Linked DNA regions of Capsicum annuum: region 2 is linked to region 1. A link is a contact called in public Hi-C data. All regions are on one chromosome and are shown on one strand. The core of a region is the stretch at or near the end of the contact, and the rest is flanking DNA. Distances in the headings are between cores, read along the strand shown. Region 1 holds the start of LOC107851995 (nudix hydrolase 26, chloroplastic). Region 2 holds the start of LOC107851996 ((S)-coclaurine N-methyltransferase).

The links. Hi-C and Micro-C count contacts between places; a contact is called where the count stands out from the background.
Region 2: a Hi-C map of bud shows a contact between it and region 1, with 4 times the contacts expected there. The contact joins the promoter of LOC107851996 here to the promoter of LOC107851995 in region 1. A contact is called at or near these places in 3 of 5 Hi-C or Micro-C datasets (bud, leaf and placenta).

Annotation. Positions count from the first base shown.
Region 1 is chr12:24,117,427-24,123,643 of UCD10Xv1.1, forward strand. It overlaps LOC107851995 (nudix hydrolase 26, chloroplastic), which reads left to right and starts at 1,779. Exons shown (of 7, transcript XM_016697040.2): 1 at 1,779-2,108; 2 at 2,795-2,845; 3 at 5,905-5,997. The coding sequence starts at 1,854.
Region 2 is chr12:24,272,563-24,278,779 of UCD10Xv1.1, forward strand. LOC107851996 ((S)-coclaurine N-methyltransferase) reads right to left here and starts at 4,317. Exons shown (of 8, transcript XM_016697042.2): 1 at 3,890-4,317; 2 at 169-277. The coding sequence starts at 4,079.

The DNA.
Region 1 (6,217 bases), core at 529-3,028:
CTCGGATTTTGGTGTTGGGTCTAAGGGCGCTTGATGGTCGGTTATTGTTTAAGGGACTTCTATGATGCATTGGGACATTGTAGGAAACCTTCGCTTTCATAAAGGATAACTTTCTTGTGTTTTCCAATGGTAACCGATGAGATCAACGATGTTTTTATTGGAACTTGTATGCAGTTAGAGTTGCCGAGGTGCAAGCATCAATTTTAGCAATTTCTCGATGCCAACTCTTTCCAGTAGCATGGTATCGTAGAACTTCGTTGGAAATTGGGCAATCTTACCCATATCGCGGTAGTTTCAATTTGAGATTATGTAGGAACGAAATTAGGTTCCTAAAGTCGAATAGATAAATAAGATCCAGCAATAAACCAGGGTCCATCTTGGGTAACTCTCTTCTGTTAGAGTTCCTCTGAGAATTTGACTATGAAGTACTCTAGACCTAGATCGATAAGAGAGAAGTTTTCTACTATCTTCCATAGGTTGGTGAGCTTCTTTTTTAAGTATTAATGGTTGAGCTTTCTGCCCACTAGTTTAATTATTACCGAGAATCTCTAAGAGGCATAGAGGCGTTGATGATCCTCTGCCGAGAGATGAATTGTTCCGTCAAGGTTATTCAACAGGTTGCCTGAGGATTCAGAGGCCATTAGGGGTATAAGATTAGCGATATGAGGAATACTCCCTGTAACAATGTCGCTAAAGGAGATCTGGTTAGGGGGTCGATAGCTATAAGACCATCTCATAGATCGGGGGGTTCTGGTGGGGAAGAGTTTGGATTTGGAGGGTTTGTCATGCTCCGAGAAAGGGATAACAAGGATGGGAGTTTAGAGAGAGGTTGGTCCTTCTATCTCTAAGAGTTTTTTGTATGACAAAACTTCTTAACTTCCTTATGAAGTTGCCTTTGATTTTATTTGTTATTACCACAAATAGTGAAAAGAGCATCATTGATATGTTTGTCTTCCGCCCTGACCCAACAACTATTGTGGGTGGTTCGGCAACCCAAAAGATAATATTGCAACTTTTAACTATTTTTTCCTCGATTACTTGTATGAGCTTTTATTTCTAAACATATAACAAACTTTTTCTTACATAATTATTAAAAATCTATTTTACTACTTTTAAGAATGATATGATAAAATAAATCAAATCAATTATATCTTTGGTATGTTATATAACTTACTGTAACCTCATAGCAAATTTTAATCGACCACCAGTATAATCTTTTAGAAAGGAAATAATTGAATAAACATTCAGTTGAGAAATTACTGCAGGTAATTAAATTATATAATATAAGTTGACATTATGTAAAAATTGTCATTTAAAATAGTTCAATTAATTTCATAATCTTCACTATAATTTTTTGCTCTCTGTAACATACTTGTTTGGCTGAAGGCTTCCAAACACATCGTAAGTTCTTACAATTTAGAGTGCTTGTCCTAAACTTTAAATGGAGGGCAAAATTATCATATTTTGCATAATTTAAGGACAAAATTGGATATTTCTTCTTGTTTTGGAGCAATAAAAAAAGAGTATTTTTGAGTTATTTTATTATTTGTAGGATATATTTAAGTCAAATATATAATGAGATGTACTTTTGCAATAAAAATATAAACTATCAAAGAATATGGTGCGGTGGACAGAACTACTCCTCCGTTAATCCAGAGTTTTGAGTTTGAGTGTTGAATTAATTGAGTTTCAATATGAATTTTGGACACCAAATAAAAATTAAAATAAATAAAAATATAAAGTAACTAAATTGCCAATTGCCAATTGCCAATTGAATATATTTGACTTTTGCAAGTGAATATAAACCAATTGCCAATTGGTACCCAAATACAATGTTTTTGGGAATATGTTAAATGGCATTATTTTGTCGATCCATCATCTCTACCTTTCCACTACCTCGTTTTCCATTGCAACTCAATACCTCAATTCCTTCCCCATATTACCCTCCTAAATCCCACCAAATTACCGCTTTGCCACTCCTTCGTTGCAAAACAGTTTCGTTTGCTTCACTGTCATCACAGTCGCCATCATCATCATCAATGGAAAATCCACCAGAAGGTTACAGAAGAAACGTCGGCATTTGTCTTATGAACCCTTCCAATAAAAAGGTCTCTTCTCTTTCCTCATTTAATAAAGCAATCTATGTATGTTAGTATAGTACTCTCTCTGTCCCAATTTACCTGACATAATTGGTATTTCAGAGTCACTTATGTGGCATAGTTGAAATTTCGAAAGTCATATACTGTGGCATAGTTGAAATTTTAAGAATCAACCAAATTTATGTATGCTATTTAGTACTCCCACAGTTAGAATTTAGAGATTGATTTACTTGGCACATGTGGAATTTCGAGCCATTTACGTGGCACCATTGGAATTTTTGTTAGTTTATTTATGTGGCACAGTTGAAATTTCGAGTGTCATTTATGTGGCACAGTTTGAATTTGGAGAGTCATTCGCGTGATGCACTTGAAATTTCGAGTGTCATTTCCGTGGCACAATTGAAATAATGAAATTTCAAGTCACTTATGTTGCCCACTTGGAATTTTGAGTCATTGAAGTAGCACAGTTGAAATTTCACGAGTAATTTCGAGGATCCTGTTTTTCTTTGACTGAAATTTCTTTATAGTTTCGAATGTATAAATTTTATTTCAAGAAACTTGAATTCATTCTCTAAGTCTAGAAATTTAAATTTTGAAATTTCAAATGTGACACGTAGCTTGGGACAGAGGGAGTATTTGTTTTCTCTTTGATTGAACTCTCTTTTTCTCAAAAATTTAAATGTAAAATTGTGCAGATTTTTGCTGCTTCAAGGCTTGATATACCAAGTGCTTGGCAAATGCCGCAGGTAAATGATGTAAATTTCAATTGGGTTTCTAGTAATTCTTTTTGTTTCAATTGTTGAAATGTGTTATATTTGAACTCAAATAGCGTAGTCACTTATGGTTGTTGGGGTTGGGTGGGTGGGTAGGGCAAGTTGATCGTCTACCTAGAAATTCTTCTTCAGAGCTAAGTCCTAAGGAGGTAGGTTGGAGTGTACATGAGTAGTTTAGTGTCTCAAACATGGAATGTAGTACTAAAGGTTCCAAACCTTTCGTGAGTGACTATAAAGTATTTGGATGAGGTGATTAGCAGGACAGGACACATCTTGAGCTTGCCGAGGTCCGAGGTCATGTGCTTAAATAGGAGGGTTTGGAGATTGCGGATTAGGATGGAAGTTTAGTTGGTAGTTGAGTGTTCTCTCATTTTCGTGCATGATAGGATTGGTGGTAGTACTTGGACCTTCTTTCTTACTAGTGATATCAGCACTAGTCTCGTAGTTTCGTGTTCTTCGATTTCAATTATCACTTGTGTTTTTGTGCTTCGATTATCGCATTATTTTGTTGGCAAAATTGTTCTTTCCATTGTATGTTTTGTGTTGCTCCATTTCACGTTATTTCATTGTTGTTATTGCTCTCATGTCTGTATTCTCTTTTTCAAACTACTTGGAAATTCCTTAATTTAAGCCGAGGGTCTATTGGAAACAACCTTTCTATCTCTATGAGGTAGGGTTAAGGTCTGCGTACACTCTATCCTCCCTAGACCCCACTTGTTCACACTGGGTATGTTGTTGTCCTTGGGGTTTCCACCACAAACGGGTCAAGGTTGTAAAACTCTTTCTTGTCTAGACATATCCAAATTTTGATGCCCAATACTCCGTAGATAGTTCGAACTGTATAAGAACAACAGTCAACTTTAGCTTGAATAGGGGAACTCTACCTTCTCTGATCCATTAGACACGTACAATTTCTTTGCCATCGATAAGCCCCACTATTTGTATTTAAATTCCTTCTGTATGGTGGGTGAGGTAGTTCTCCTTTTGTTTCAATTTATATGACATTCCTTATATTCCGGGGCATTCTAAATATTTGACAGTCCATTTATATTCATCAAGCTAACTTTTTAATCTTCACGTTAGTATTGTCTTCTACTTTGGTTATATATAAGTTGATCCAACATATTGAACACCTTGTCCAGTTAAACACCTTTGTATAGAATCTTAATTTTGGCCTAACGCATCAATTGATTTCTTGTCACAGAGGTGAATAGTATTCGCCCTAACTTGCTAAGAACATGTCTGGATGAGGTAACCTGTAATCATAAGCTAAAACATAGCTGATTGTGTTGCGGAATGAACCCAAATATCCTCACTAAAACTTAGCCACTGTTTAAAGCTAGCTATGTTGTCCCACTAATCATATCTGACTTCCTATCACAATCTACTACGGTAATCTACTATCTGACATGTGGATGATAGTAATCCATGAGTTTCTCATGGAAGTTGGAAGTATTTATAGGTGCCTCTTAAGTCCAAGAAGAGTCAAGAATCGTTCTTTAATTATAGTGATCAACAATCCGACAAGGAAAAGAAAATTTGCTTTAACACAGTGTAATCTTGATTGAGAAGGACAATGCAATAGGACCAACTATAGTACTGCAGTCCCGTAATTCTTCCCTGAACCTTGGATTATCAATTATCTGTTGGGATAATGATAAGGCATTTTATGTGCTGAAAGTTGTTTAGGAAATGGACCTTGGTTCTACTCAACCCAAAAAGTTAGCTCATGTGAGGATTGCAAAGACCATATAAGAAGATAATAACCTATTTCATCTACCGATGTGGGATATCTTACATCCCCTGCATGTCCTATGTTGGACATCAGGTTCGTGGATAGTATAACACGGGAGGTTCAATCCCAGTATTGAGATGGGTGTGGTCTAATATCACATTATGAAAATAAATCTTGGACTTAACACTAATTGCTAGTTGACAAGATCAGGATTTCCAAAAACTATATTAGAAACAACAATTCGTTCCACCAACCTTTACTGACTAGTCCATAGCGCCCTTGAACAGTTGAACAAACTGAAAGGACCTCTAATCAGCTCACTCTGAGGTTTGAATGTGGGACATTTAGCAAAAGCATGGATGACCTATATGGTGCAGCTTTTGGGTAATACATTTTAACAAATGTGAATGTTTAGAAGTGGTTCTGATGGGTTCCAGTAAACATGGATCTTTGAAACTTGGCAATAAGAGCGGAAATGGGGTTTAACATTTATGATGCCATATATACCCTTAAAATAAGTAAGTTACACTAAGAAATGGGTTTCTAGGAAAATTTAGTTTAGTTCCAAAACTAATGGCTCATGTTTGGCTACTACCATATTGACAATTTTGCCTTTTTCACGTTCTAAATGTGATTCTAAGTTTAACATGCGTGTACATAATGGGTCATGATCCAAAATAATGTGGTCACTTGAATCAAATTTGATTCATTGAGGCACAAGAGAAGACATCATACTAATCTATCTTGATGTCTTTGTCGAAGAAGGCTCTTTGGCAGGTCTCTTTTCCACATATGTATCAAGGCTCTATTTAAAATGGAAAGTGACTTTTAAAAATTGATGTAATGAAACTTCTTGAATTTTTTAAAATGCAGCAACAAAGACAAGAAATGATCAATCATCTTTCTAATCAGAAAAAACAAAGTTGCATTGCAAGGTCCAACTATTTGTAGTGAAATGCCTTTGATACATCTTCAAATATGGTTGTGTTTCATAAATGTGAAGTGCATGTCTATGCTTCTTCATGGGGAGAAGGTCTTGTATAGAAATAATTAAGCTTGTAAGATCTCAAGGTTCAGTTCTGGTTTGGCATCCTAGAAACCTTCATATGCACTTCCCTTTATTTGTCAATATTCACTTGTTCTCTGAAGATGTTAAGTTTTCTTCGATTTGAAATTTGGTATTTCATTTGCCATAAAAATTAGAATAAAAGAAAAAGTTAGAAGAACTGTATATTTTTTTCGAAAGCTTTGTCCTCTGCAATAAAATAAAGAACAACATATCTGGGTTTTTGATCAGGGTGGAGTTGATGACAACGAAGATCCGAGAAATGCTGCCATCAGGGAATTAAGAGAGGAAACTGGGGTTACTTCAGCTGAAATTGTTGCTGAGGTATGAAAATAGATTCTGCTGTCATCTTGAATTTGTCGTGTTTTATTTCTTTGGTTGCTCCATTCAAGGAAGGCCAGGAACAAGGAGTTTTAACCAGCTCAACAAAATGGCTGTGTTCCCACCGTTTAAAGTTGGCTTCCCTCAGCTGAAGAAACCTGAGTATATGAGATCCTTTTTCTGAATTAGATGCAATCTCCTGATTTGAGTAGCAGTAGTCTGG
Region 2 (6,217 bases), core at 3,067-5,566, 160 kb after region 1:
CATTAACATGTCATACATTTTTTTAAATTTTAACATTAACATATCATAAAAAAGCCAGTTGTAAGACCATCAGAATAATTTAAGCGGCAATATCATATACAGGAATGATACATGCATTACAATGAGAATAGACTATATGTATGAATAGAAAATAATGTAGTGGATTGCCTGTATTTGAGGTGGTTTCCAAGAACAATTTTGAAGAAAGAAGTAGGAAGTTCATAATGTTGGGACTTTGGCTTCTCAGTCATCACAGCTATAGGCATCTCTCTTAAAGCTGTATGTAAAATAAGCATCCAATCAGTTACAATTCTTTAAAGAAAGACCAGGCATGAGATTCAAAGTGCATATATCTTTTTTAGTACACTACAGCGTATATATTCTAGACACGACACTTTGTTCTGGTGTCTATGGTATACCAACATTTATGTGTACGTATATTTCAAATATGCAAGATACATGTTGATCTGAAAAATGGGAATGATGGTTGACATTAATTCTATGTTGCCGTTGTTCCTAATTTTTGTCTCAATAATTCTACATAGAGTACAGAAATACAGATAAATCTATGAACATATATAGCACTATTTCAATATCTTCTGAGTCAACACATCCCTGTGCTGCTATCAATTACAACTAAGGGACAAGTGTATCAATATATAATTTAAGTTAGAACTAAAGGCTCACCATGTATCATAATTCATGCATTAACAAAATCAAAACTTTTATTAATATGTTCTATGAAATCCTTCTCAGTTTAAATGAACAGAAAGTTATAATTGTCTGATGCTTTTCAATTATTTGTCAGTATTCCTCTTTTCTTAAGTTGGAACTACTCTTAAGAGGTCGTTTCTTTTGATGTTTTAATTCAAATAATATTGGCACGATATAATTGTCAAAATAAAAAAGAATAACATTATATATATCTGTAATATATTATGTATACTATTAAGATATATAGATACACTAGTACATACTGAAAATGAAAAAGGACTCAATCGTTCAATATTAAATATTAGCACAAAATATATTTGGTATATTATGAATATGAGTTAACATACCAATAGTCACAGTGTTCATTGTAATTAGTATACAACACAATACCCAAAATTATATCGGTATACCAAATAATATATTACGTTGAATAAACTTAAATAAAAAATATATGAACATACTATTTGTTAAAAATAAACCTAAATCAGGTCTACTAGTATACTAAATTGTATGCTATTTGTGGTTCAAACAATTCTTCAATTTTTTTCAACACTTCAAAAGTATACACAGTTGTTTTCTTAGAAATTTGTATACTAAATAGTATATATATGGATTGTTTTCTTAGAAATTGTAAAAAATACGTTTCTCTTGAAAAGAAATTCTTACAAAATCAATTTAACAAAAGAAAATATCATAAAGGACAAATAAGTTAAATCATATATTGTTTTTTTATATCAATATTATAGGTTAAACATTTATTATAAAAGAAACTAATATAAGAAAGCTAAGCATAGTAAAAAAAATAAGGTATGTAAAAATTAATCAAACTTGAGAGGAAGTTTAGGTAATTACTCCTTTAGTTTTCTTTTTTTCTTTTGACTATAACCACTCTGTAAATAAATTACTGTAAGTGATTTATCAAATCAATATTATCATGTCATCGAGATAGAGTTTTCTACACCGTTGAAATTGATAAATGATTGTCAATTTGTTTTACTTTCTCTTAAAAGAATAATTTATTTTAATTTGACATAAAAATTTAAAAAAATAAAGAAATTTTTTTAATTTTATGACAATTTTATGGCTTTAAACTAAATTCTGTCAAATAAATTAAAACTAGAGGTGTATGGCCTGTGTCAGCACAGGCCCAACACTATAAATATTTTTTAGCACTAAAATTTGATATTGATGAGATACAAACATAAATGTACATTGATTTAATTAAATATTATTAATTCTGATATATAAATGACTTATAATAATTAATTAGGGGTAATATAGTAAAAAATATTATTATTTATAATGCATAAATGACTTATAATAATTAATTAGGGCTAATATAGTAAATCACGGAGCAATTAGGGATAATATAGGCAGTCATGTCATCTATTTTTAATTAAATATTATTAATTTTTTAATACATAAATGACTTATAATAATTAATTAGGGATAATATAATTAAAAAATATTATTAATTCTAATATATCAATGACTTATAATAATTAATTAGGGGTAATATATAAATTATGGAGCAATTAAGGGTAATATAGTAAATGATGAAGCAGTGGTCGAAATCAAATGACTTATAATAATTAATTAGGGATAATATAGTAAAAAAATATTATTAATTCTAATATATAAGTGATTTATAATAATTAATTAGTGGTAATATAGTAAATTACGGAGCAATTAGGGGTAATATAGGCAGACAGATCATCTATTTTTAATTAAATATTATTAATTTTTTATTACATAAATGACTTGTAATAATTAATTAGAGATGATATAGTAAAATCACGATTAAAGCAGCTGAAACAAACGTTATAAATTTCTAGTTTTTAATTAAATATATTAATTCTAATATATAAATGACTTATAATAATTAATTATGGGTAATATAGTAAATCACGTAGCAATTAGGGATAATATAGTAAATGACGAAGCACTGGTTGAAACCAGTGCAGGCAGACATGTCATCTATTTTTTAATTAAATATTATTAATTTTTTAATATATAAATGGCTTATAATGATTAATTAGGGATGATATAGTAAAATCACGATTAAAACAGCTGAAACAAATGTCATAAATATCTATTTTTTAATTAAATATTATTAATTCTAATATATAAATGACTGATAATAATTAATTAGGGATAATATAATAAAAAAATATTATTAATTCTAATATATAAATGACTTATAATAATTAATTAGGGATAATATAGTAAATTACAGAGCAATTAGGGGTAATATGGTAAATGATAGGGGGTAATTTAGTAATTTAATTTTTTGAATAAAATATTATTAATTTTTCAATACATAAATGACTTATAATAATTAATTAGGGATGATATAGTAAAATCACGGTTAAAGCAGTTGAAACAAACATTATAAATATATTTTTTTTAATTAAATATTATTAATTTTCTATAAATGACTTATAATAATTAATTAGGGGCAATATAATAAAAAAATATTATTAATTCTAATATATAAATGACTTATAATAATTAATTAGGAATAATATAATAAATCACAGAACAATTAGGGTGTAATATAGTAAAGAATGGGGTAAAAAAGTAAATCCATGAAAAGCAATGGATATTTTTTATATAATAGATATTTTTTAATATTGAAAAGCAAAATTTAAAGTGTTGTTAAAAAGAAATATTCTTTTTAAAATTATTTTCAAAACTAAGGGCAGTAAAAATCAATAATGAATGGCATATTGCGTCAAGTACCTAGCTAGCACATCACATTAAGATAAGGATCATATCTAGAGAGAAGCAATGATAGCTGAATTTTTGTAACTTGCCACAGGATTTTGGGTGGGAAAAAAAAAAACTAGTTTATTTTACTTTCGTATATCAGGATTTTCAATTGTTTTACTTCGGCTTATGTTAATTTGACACAGCTCTTAACAATCATTAATAATGAATTAGAACTTTAAATTTGATTTTTAATACTCTATAATAGAGTTATTTAATATTAAGAATATTTTTAAAAAAAAAGTAAAAAATCTCTCCTAAGTTATGAAAATTTCCAAGAAAACTGAAAGGAATTTATGGAAAACACCTGTGTGATAGTGATACGAATTACATACACTTTACTAAGTTTGATATTTACTCAATGTCGTGCTAAAAAAGAAGAGGTTTAGAGATCAGTAGTGCGTACAATGTACAAAGTGGAGAAGATGAGAGAGCTGAAGCTCGGCTGATGGGTTGTAACCAGAGCGAAGTCGGGTAGCTAAGAGCAGTCTTGTGAGGCGTCGTATAACGGCATCTGGCAAGAGGTTGCGCTCCAGCAAAGACAGCATCAAACGTACCGTAGCATCATATGGCACCGCCACTATGCCATCCATCATTCTTTCTCTAATCTGCTTAAGGAGAATGGAAGAAGGGAAGAATATAATGATCGATGTGGATAGGGACAAGTGGACTTTCTCTTATTTTGTTGGCTTATCTACAAGTTATGGAGCCCCGGCGCACCCATTCTATCGTCAAGGCCGAAAATTCCAAACTAAAATTCACATCAATGATATGGTAGTTGCAAAGAGCTTTCCCTTTCTGGTAATTTTCATACATATAATAAAATTGCTATCTTATTATCCTTTTATCTCATTTTACCTAATATACTTTGATTTGACTTATTATTTAAGAAAAATAAAATTTAAAATTTATGATCTGAAATAATCTTGGATATTTGTGTGATTGCAAATTATTTTATTAAGAATATAAAAGAAATTTTAGAGCAAAATTTATTTATTTTTTTTAGTTATTCTAGGTAACATTCTTAAAAAAACATGACATTATGAGACGGAGGTAGTCATATGTATACATATATGTAAACTACTATTTTCTCATTATTAATTAATATATGGGCTCGTTTAGGTGAGTACTAGAAACCTCTATCCATGTAAGGCACGGGCATTTTGACAACACTAATGTGTAAAAGAGATTCAACTTTGGGGAAGATTATTTTCTACTTATTTAATTGTTTAGTATAGGAGTAAAAGAAAAGAAATGTAGTACAATGAACCGATGTTAACATAATATATACATTCAGTATAGTCATTTAATAAGGAACAAAACGATATTTATAAAAAAATACTATCATGTAAAATTCAATTACAAAGGTCTAAATAAAAATATTATTAAAATGATACATGAGTACAAAACTAATAAAGATAAGAAAAAAATAATATACATGTGTAACCATTTTATTGCATCATAAAAATAAGGATAAAATAAATAAATATAAGGAAAAAAACTCATGTATAGGTAACCATTTTATTTAATACTATATATAAGTGAAGGTTGAGGTGGCTAAAATTATCGAAATACCCTTGGTAGTCACCCCAACCTTCACTTATATATAGTAGTAAAAAATAATATACTTGTGTAACCATTTTATTACACTATAAAAATAAGGACAAAACTAATAAATCTAACAAAAAAAATCACATGCATTTGTAACCATTTTATTTATTACTATATATAAGTGAAGGTTGGGGTGACTAAAATTACCGAAATACCTTTGATAGTCACCCCAACTTTCAATTATATATAGTAGTAATAGTAATTTATTAGTTTTATCCTCATTTTTATGATGCAATAAAATAGTTACACATGCATATTGTTTTTTTTCTTATATTTATTAGTTTTGTCCTCACATTTTAATAACATTTTTATTTAGACCTTTGTAATTGAATTATACATGATAGTAATTTTTTATAAATATCTTTTTATTTCTTATTAAATTACTTTTTTTTTATACCCCAGGGGTATTTCGATAATTTTATAGTGCAATAAAATGGTTACATATGCATATTGTTTTTCTTATATTTATTAGTTTTGTCGTCATTTTTATGGTGCAATAAAATGGTTACACATGCATATTATTTTTTTATTATATTTATTAGTTTTGTCCTCATGTATTATTTTAATAATATTTTTATTTAGACCTTTGTAATTGAATTATAATGATAGTAATTTTTTATAAATATCTTTTTGTTCCTTATTAAATGACTACCAAAGGTATTTCGATAATTTTATGATGCAATAAATATTTTAAAATCGATGTATGTATCTATTTTATTTACTACTATATATAAGTGAAGGTTGGGTGACTAAAATTACCGAAATACCCTTGATAGTAGTAATAATGTAATAGTAATAATAATAATAATAATAATAATAATAATAATAGTAATAGTAATAGTAAAAAAAATTAATAATAATAATAATAGCAGCAGCAGCAGTAGTAACAACAGTAGTAGTATTAGTAGGAGTAGTAGTAGTAGAAGCAGCAGCAGTAGTAGGAATAGCAGCAGTAATAGCAGCAACAGTAATAGTAGCAGCAGCAATAGCAGCAGCTGCAGCAGCAACAGTAATATTAGTAGTAGTAGTAATAGTAGTAGTAGCAGCAGCAGCAATAGGAGTAGTAATAGTAGTAGTAAGATAAGGAGTATAAAACAGAAATAGAAAATTAAAAAATTATATT